Regions from separate parts of the Pan troglodytes genome. Here region 1 is linked to region 2. The links are chromatin contacts, called in public Hi-C maps. All regions are on one chromosome and are shown on one strand. Each heading gives the region's core, a stretch centred on a gene start, on an enhancer-like site or on the middle of the called end of the contact. The rest is flanking DNA. Distances are from core to core; before and after follow the strand shown. Region 1 has its middle 150 kb from the start of DAPK1. Region 2 overlaps DAPK1 (death associated protein kinase 1).

Region 1 (3,763 bases), core at 231-2,730, 330 kb before region 2:
TGGAACATGGGGACTCATGACCCCTACCTGACATGCAGCCAGAAGGGACCAGCTGCACACAACAAGCTCCATGCAGAGACCCATAGAAGGCCCAGCCCATCTGCAACTAGCAGATGAAGGACTGGCGCTCAGGGACACAGTATCTCCTCCCACCACCCCAAGGTTATGTCACTTCTTTCACGCAGCCAGATGCCATCTAGCGGGGTGAGGAAAACAGCAAGAAATCTGAAATACTGAGATAGTTGAAAAACAGGCTCTCTCTCTCTCTCCTGGGTTTTTCTCCACCCCCAGCACATGAAAGAATTGTAAGGAAATTTAGATGATTGATAATAAACTATAAAATATAAAATCTGGATTATCATTATATATTTTATGGTGATGGGTAGATTTCCATACTCGCCACAATTACTAGCCTTTCCTAAATTAGGACATTTTCTGGAATGTTCCTCTAATAAAAACTAAGTCATTATCATTATACTTAGATTTTATAACCAAGAATTCCAAAGTCATATTACCAGTCTACTACGCTTTCCCAATGAATCCATCCTTTACGTCTAATTTCTAAATACACTTGTTGTCCACAAGGTGGCCCTAGAAGCAATAGAATACAGTTCACCTCCAGAGCAGCCCGACCGCTAAAAGGACTCAATCCTTTTTGTTTTCCCATTTATGAGCAATTAATGGAGTGAGAACAGAAAGAAAAAAAGAGCACAATTAAACATTGTACTAACAAACTGATAACGCGTCTTCAGTGTTTGTTTTTACCAAACAGAGCAGAACTATGAATCATGTGGCCGCGGAACTGCACACCTTGGCTGTGTATGGCACCGAGGCACCTTGCGTTACCTCCGAGGATGTCTGCCAATTTTTTAAACATGCAAAACCATAGTGTCAGTAAAAGAAAAGTTCCCAGAAGACTCGCAATTGTGCAAATGGGGGGAAAAAAAAAACAAACAGGCATCAGCCATCACAAAATTCCAGATTGCCAGATTCCTTGATTGTGGCTTTTAAGCAAAACACAGCCAGCTGCCTGTATTTAACGTTAATTGTTAAGCTCCAAGTCTCAGCCAATCATTTTACTTCTGAGCTGGCGCTGTAACAGCAACACAAATATGAAACTCTCTCCCTGACCCAGTTTAGTGTGGGGGGGAGGGGGGAAGGAGACAATGAATAATTAATTCTGGGATTTGGTCAGCTTTCCTGTGAAGAACACATCGCTAGCTTCCTAAAGCAAAACAACATCTGTGCCTGAAAACTTCTCTTGCATCTTCAAGATGAGCTGATGGTGTGTTTATAAACCCCGTAAAAATCCACCTCTTATCTCTTCTCCCCACCAAAGAGCCATGTTCGCACTTTAAGGAGTGAGTCTTCTGTTTATGATTGGCTAGAGGGGTGGCCACCTTTCTCATGTGGTCCTCTGCTGAGAACTCACTCGGCTGATGATTTCCCTGTTCTTGACCCTTTGTGTGATTTGAAGGTTTCTCGCTCCTCCCAGATTGCTAACAGCGCCAAGTATCTAGTCTCCTATTTTTCCTCGGGGGATGGATACCTTAGCCTCCTTTCTCGGTCTGGAATGCAAAGAACGCAGCTTCATTTGAGTGAATGGAGAATTCTTTGTAGGCAGAAACGATCTCTCACTCCTCTCTCATATTCCTGTTCAATCTTTCTATCTCATAAACCATAAACGACAGGCAGATGTCTAAAAAAGCATCTGGTTTTTAGAATCCCCCCAGTCACCGGACCTGGGGGGAGGTGTCCTCCTGCAGAGCACACCGAGCAATCTCCCGCAACCAATCTGACTTTTTGAGTCTGGCTTTGAGGTCTTGTTGCCAGAAAAGGGAGTCCTGAATCCAGACCCCAAGAGAGGGTTCTTGGATGTCACGCAGGAAACAATGTAAGGCGGGTCGCAGAGTGCAGTGAGAAGAGAGAGTTGATTGCAAGATACTCAGTTACAGAGTAGGCATCCTCAGAAAGCAAGAGGAGGAACGCTTCATCTTTGTTTTGTTTTTCTTACATGGGGGTCTTTTCTATGCAAAAGATAAGCTATGTCTCTGTGCAGGTGGGCTGACAGCGTGGCAAAATTGCTTATTTTTTGCTGACTCAAAGAAAACTCTCCTTGTCATATAGTGTGTAAATACATCAAATCATACGTGTAATTACCTTAGAAGCATGCATTGTTATGGATATTGGGACATCTGGACATTCCATTGTCATAGGAGTGTGTCCTTGCAGGTATCATCAAGCTGTTTTCTGAACTGTAAACATCTTAGGGCTGTGGGTTGTGACCAGCAAGGAATGTGCCTTATTAGTGTCAAGATGGAGCTGAACTTCAAATGACGTGACTCTGACTCTCCTATGCTCTTGTTTCCCTAACAGTCTGACAAGGTTAACCTTCAAGGACCACATCAGGAATTGGTCACAGTGCTTAGCAACAGGTTTTCTTCACTCTTGTCATTTACATATAGACGACAGCTAATATTCAAATCCGTGTAGGCAAACCCACAGTTGATTAAATTAAATCTCTTCTCTAGCTTGATTTGCATAACTTGAAATAATCAGAATAGAGAGCAAATGCATAATTGAAAAGAGAAAATACGTACTGCAGCTATTTGAAACTAGATGTCGTTGAATTAAGCTTGTAAATTCTGATAGTACTGAATGTACAACTGTTCTAGGCTAACTTTACATTTGAAATGTTAAGAAATGTGAGTTGTGAACTGGAAAGTTAATTAACAAATAAAATCTTAGAATATTGCACTTTGTTATGGCAGCCCTAGAAATAAACAAAATTTAAGAGAAAAAAGAAATTTTTTGACTAACAATAACAACATTTTAAGTTTGTTTTTTTTTTTTTTTTGAGACGGAGTTTTGCCCAGGCTAGAGTGCAGTGGCGCAATCTCGACTCACTGCAACCTCCGCCTTCCGGTTTCAAGCAAGTCTCCTGCCTCAGCCTCCAAAGTCACTGGGATTACAGGCACCCGCCACCACGCCCAGCTAATTTTTTTGTATTTTTAGTAGAGACCAGGTTTCACCATGTTGGTCAGGCTGGTCTCAAACTGCTGACCTTGTGATCCACCCACCTGGGTCTCCCAAAGTGCTGGGATTACAGGCACGAGCTACCATGCCCGGCCCCAACATTTTAAATTTTTTAAGAGAAAAACTGTCGAGCAAATGACCTGAATAGTTTGCTGGCACTATTTTACAAGAAAAGAGAAGCAGTTCCTGCATACCACGTTCTATTCTAACTCTTGCAAGGAAAAGAATTTAGCCAGTGTTTCCTTTATTTTAGAGCAAAATCTACTCACTGTAAGATCTTCCCCATTACTGCACCCAGACTCCCAGTTCTCTTTCTTTATGGCCCATATAGGACCCTCCCACCTCCACCCACTACCCGCATTGCCTTTATGAAAAAGCAGACCCTGATCTGGCTGGGCGCAGTGGCTCACGCCTGTAATCCCAGCACTTTGGAAGGCCAAGGCAGCCAGATCAGGAGGCCAAGAGAGCGAGACTATCCTGGCCAACATGGTGAAACCTCCACTAAAAATACAAAAATTAGCCGGGCATGGTGGCTCAAGCCTGTAGTCCAAGCTCCTCGGGAGGCTGAGGCAGGAGAATCGCTTGAACCCAGGAGGCAGAGGTTGCAGTGAGCCGAGATTGTGCCACTACCTGCCAGCCTAGTGACAGAGCAAGATTCCATCTCAAAAAAAAAAAAAAGCAAAGCCTGAAGAAAAAAAAATCCACCATGCACCGCAAAGACAGAGAG
Region 2 (3,373 bases), core at 108-2,607:
AAATGTCAAGATCCACAGGCACAAAACAGGAAGAAAGAGCTGCAGGCAGATTCATGGCACAGTTTCTTTACCAAAATGGGGGCACCCGGGATCCAGTGACTGGATTTAACCAGGAGCAGTTTTCTGCCTTCCCCTGGTCTCAGATGAAGCAGACTCGGGCCGGTACCAAGAATCTCTGTGTGGCGGGAGCTGCGTTCAGGGAATAGATGGGGAAGTTTGCATCTACCCCGTGGGATGCTCACCATGGAAGGTGACCACTGCTCAGCACAGTGGACGCAGCTCAGGTGCTCATGCATGGCGTGGTGTGGGTATAGCCTTGGACTCACAAGGAAGACCCAGGGCTGCTGCGGAAGGCTGGAGTAGGCTGGGAGGTGGAATTGCTCCAGGGTCAGTGGCAGCCCGGCAGCATGGGCGCACCTGGTGCACGTGGCGCTGGGGAGAATTCAGAGCCCCATTCCTTCCAGCCTGACAGCTGCCACCCCCAATGTGTAACTCCTTATAATAGAATCTGTCCAGCTTTTTTGCTGATTCAGGTAATCAGTCAGGGACATTGCTATCAAGACTCCCAGCCCTTCCCTTTCCTTTCCCTTTTGTGCTCTGTCTCTGAACCTGTTGGGATTTGAGGTCAGAAGAAAACACCAGAGTACAGACCACCTCGTGTTCTACAGATCATGGTTTGGTGCCGTGGCCTCCACCCCAGCTGCCCCAGCATTTTACAACACGCCTTGTGTCATGCTCCCTTGTAGAATTTATAGACAGGGACGCACCTACTACACAGATAGTTTCAAAAGATCAGTAGCATGCCCTAACTGTAATATAACACAGACCTTGTGGGAGCATGCGCATAGTGAAATATGCTGGATGTCAGCATGCATGTGCTAGGACACAGGCAGGAGGAGGCTGGGAAACCCGGCAGGTCCCTGCGCTCACGCACAGGATCACTGAGTGCAACCCCCACAGACGCCCACGAACACTGGAGGGCTGGGATGGCAGCTTCAGCACCACAGCAGCATGCTGAGCTGATGTCCAGAAATCGGAGACAGCACTCAGCAAAGATAAAAGGAAAAAAGCAAAGTGTAGTTATTTGCCAATCTATAAAATAGCAGCATTCGTGGATAACTCAGTATATATTAAATACTGCCCCCAAAACCCTGTGGATGATGTGTAAAATGTAGTTAAGTTCTCAGCTCAGATGATTATATAGGAGCATTTTCTCATATATAAATGCTCATCAGATGCTCAGAAGTCAGGGGACCCAGGAGAATTCTTCGCTGTGAGGGGCATTTTGTTACAGGGTGTCTGGACACCCAGCGTCTGGCTGCAGGAATATCCCCTCAACATTGTGGGAACTAAAATGCCACCTCAGATTTCCACAGTGCCCACCAGGGGTCAGTATAGTTCCTGTTGAGGAAGTCTGGTCCTGGCTTGGGAATTGGAAATGGAAATAGGAAAATCAAAGCCTTCAGGAGAGTTATGTATGAGATTGTAGCAATGCAGTTATAACAGCAAAAGTAACACTGGCTTTTGCTGCTGGAAGAGATCAGGAGATCAGAAGTAAGTGAGCGCCTCCCAGGATTTAGAACTGAAGGAATGGTCCCGCCAGGTGTAGATCACATGGAGATGCCCTTGCGTGGGTCCCTCTGAGTTCTGTCATTTATATGACACTGGTTTATGGAGATTCTACACCTGCCAGGGCTGGGAATTCTGTCTGTCCCCGCAGATGGTCTCCTGGTCTAGAAGGGCAGAGCACCCCATAATTACAGGTCGGGGGTCACCATGGAGAGCCACACATGGTGGGAAGAAGCATCCAGGAGGAGATGGCAGGCAAGACAGGTTTTGTGGGTTTGTGAGAACCCACAAAACAGGTTAAAGCAGAGGGGGTCCTCCTGGGTAAGGGTGAGGAAGAGGCTTCAGGCTGCACCTCACGGCTCCAAACAGATCCTTGTTAGGGAGCAGGGCAGGAATGGTGGGAAGGGATGGTGGCCTGTGAGGGGGTGTGACACCAGGGTGGCATGGTCAGTGCCACATCATGTAAACCTTGAGCAGGTTCCCTTGGGTGCACTGAACACCTTGCCTACACTATCCTGTTAAAAGCTCTTACTTGGTATTAGATGTGAAATTGTTCACATGTCTGTATCTCCCCAAGACCATGGATCTGGGCTGAATCTAGATTTTCCTGTTGTCAGCACTGCGCTTAGCATGGGGTTGGAGGGCCTCCCTAAATGCTGGTTGATGAATGAAGGAGTGAGTGAGTAGTGAACTATTTCATTCTGTGGAGGCTCCTGCTTCTCCATATCGGATGGAAAAAGAAGAAAGTAATGAGGATATTGTGTTCCCAGCCCCCTCTGCAGCATGGAGCTTGTACCTTGGAGTGCCCCTTCTCTCATCCTCTTGTCCCATTACTGCCCTAAAGGATCCAGACACCTCCACACAGAGAGGGACAGATGCTCTTGCTGGTCAGACAGGGCTGATCCTATTTCATGATTAAATCGAAGGCTTCTAACTTTCTTGATCTCCTGGCTTTCCATTTTCTTTCAGCCTCTTAATCGATTAGGGTAAATTTTTGATTATCCTTTTTATTTTATGTGTTTAGTAATATATTAATATTTTAAAATTTATTTATTTATTTATTTATTTTTTGAGATGGAGTCTCACTTTGTCACCCAGGCTGGAGTATAGTGGCGTGATCTCCGCTCACTGCAAGCTCCACCTCCCAGGTTCACACCATTCTCCTGCCTCAGGCTCCCGAGTAGCTGGGACTACAGGCTCCCACCACCATGCCCGGCTAATTTTTTCTATTTTCAGTAGAGATGGGGTTTCACCATGTTAGCCGTCTCCTGACCCTCGTGATCCACGTGCCTCAGCCTCCCAAAGTGCTGGGATTACAGGTGTGAGCCAACGCACCCGATTTGTTGTAGGTCTGTTCCTAGGCTTCTTAGGTTGTCATGTGGTTGAAACCAAAAGTGATGGTAGATATTTTTAATATTCACATGCAGGTGACATTGCCATGAAGTTAAATCAAAAGTGCTAGTAGCTATTTAACAGTAAGATAAGGTTCCTATTCCAGACCTACAGTTATGAAGTGGACATTTGGGCCATCCAATTATGTTTTTCTGATAAATTTCTAAATAAAGTGTGGGGGTTACACACACACACACGCACACACACACACACACACACAAATGGAAGGCTTCACAGTTGCTCCATCCAACTTGTCATGCATCAAAATGCAATGGAAATAGGCAAATTCTTAGAGGCAGAAAACATCTCTATGGTTGCCAGGGGCTGAGCAAAGAGGGGAATGAATGGCAAGTGACTGCTCACGGGTACAGAGCTTCCTTTTGGGGGTGACACAAATGTTCTGGAAGGAGAC

The links. A called contact is a pair of places that touch in the nucleus more often than the background predicts.
Region 1: a contact with region 2 is called in a Hi-C map of induced pluripotent stem cells, with 4 times the contacts expected there. The contact joins two enhancer-like sites. A contact is called at or near these places in 3 of 7 Hi-C or Micro-C datasets (induced pluripotent stem cells and stem cell-derived neural progenitor cells), 1 of 1 datasets of contacts at active chromatin or transcription factors (stem cell-derived excitatory neurons) and 1 of 1 other capture datasets (stem cell-derived neural stem cells).

Annotation. Positions count from the first base shown.
Region 1 is chr11:51,072,933-51,076,695 of NHGRI_mPanTro3-v2.0_pri, reverse strand. No RefSeq gene overlaps it. Among named protein-coding and RNA genes, the nearest start is that of DAPK1, 150 kb to the right of the region's middle. Within about 2 kb of position 1,480, at least 5 of the 24 cell types and tissues checked have an H3K27ac peak or open chromatin away from gene starts, as enhancers often do. A contact at or near this core is called in induced pluripotent stem cells, where this site is marked.
Region 2 is chr11:50,743,560-50,746,932 of NHGRI_mPanTro3-v2.0_pri, reverse strand. The region is part of intron 19 of DAPK1 (death associated protein kinase 1); the gene reads left to right. Among named protein-coding and RNA genes, the nearest start is that of CTSL, 46 kb to the right of the region's middle. Within about 2 kb of position 1,357, at least 1 of the 24 cell types and tissues checked has an H3K27ac peak or open chromatin away from gene starts, as enhancers often do. A contact at or near this core is called in induced pluripotent stem cells, where this site is marked.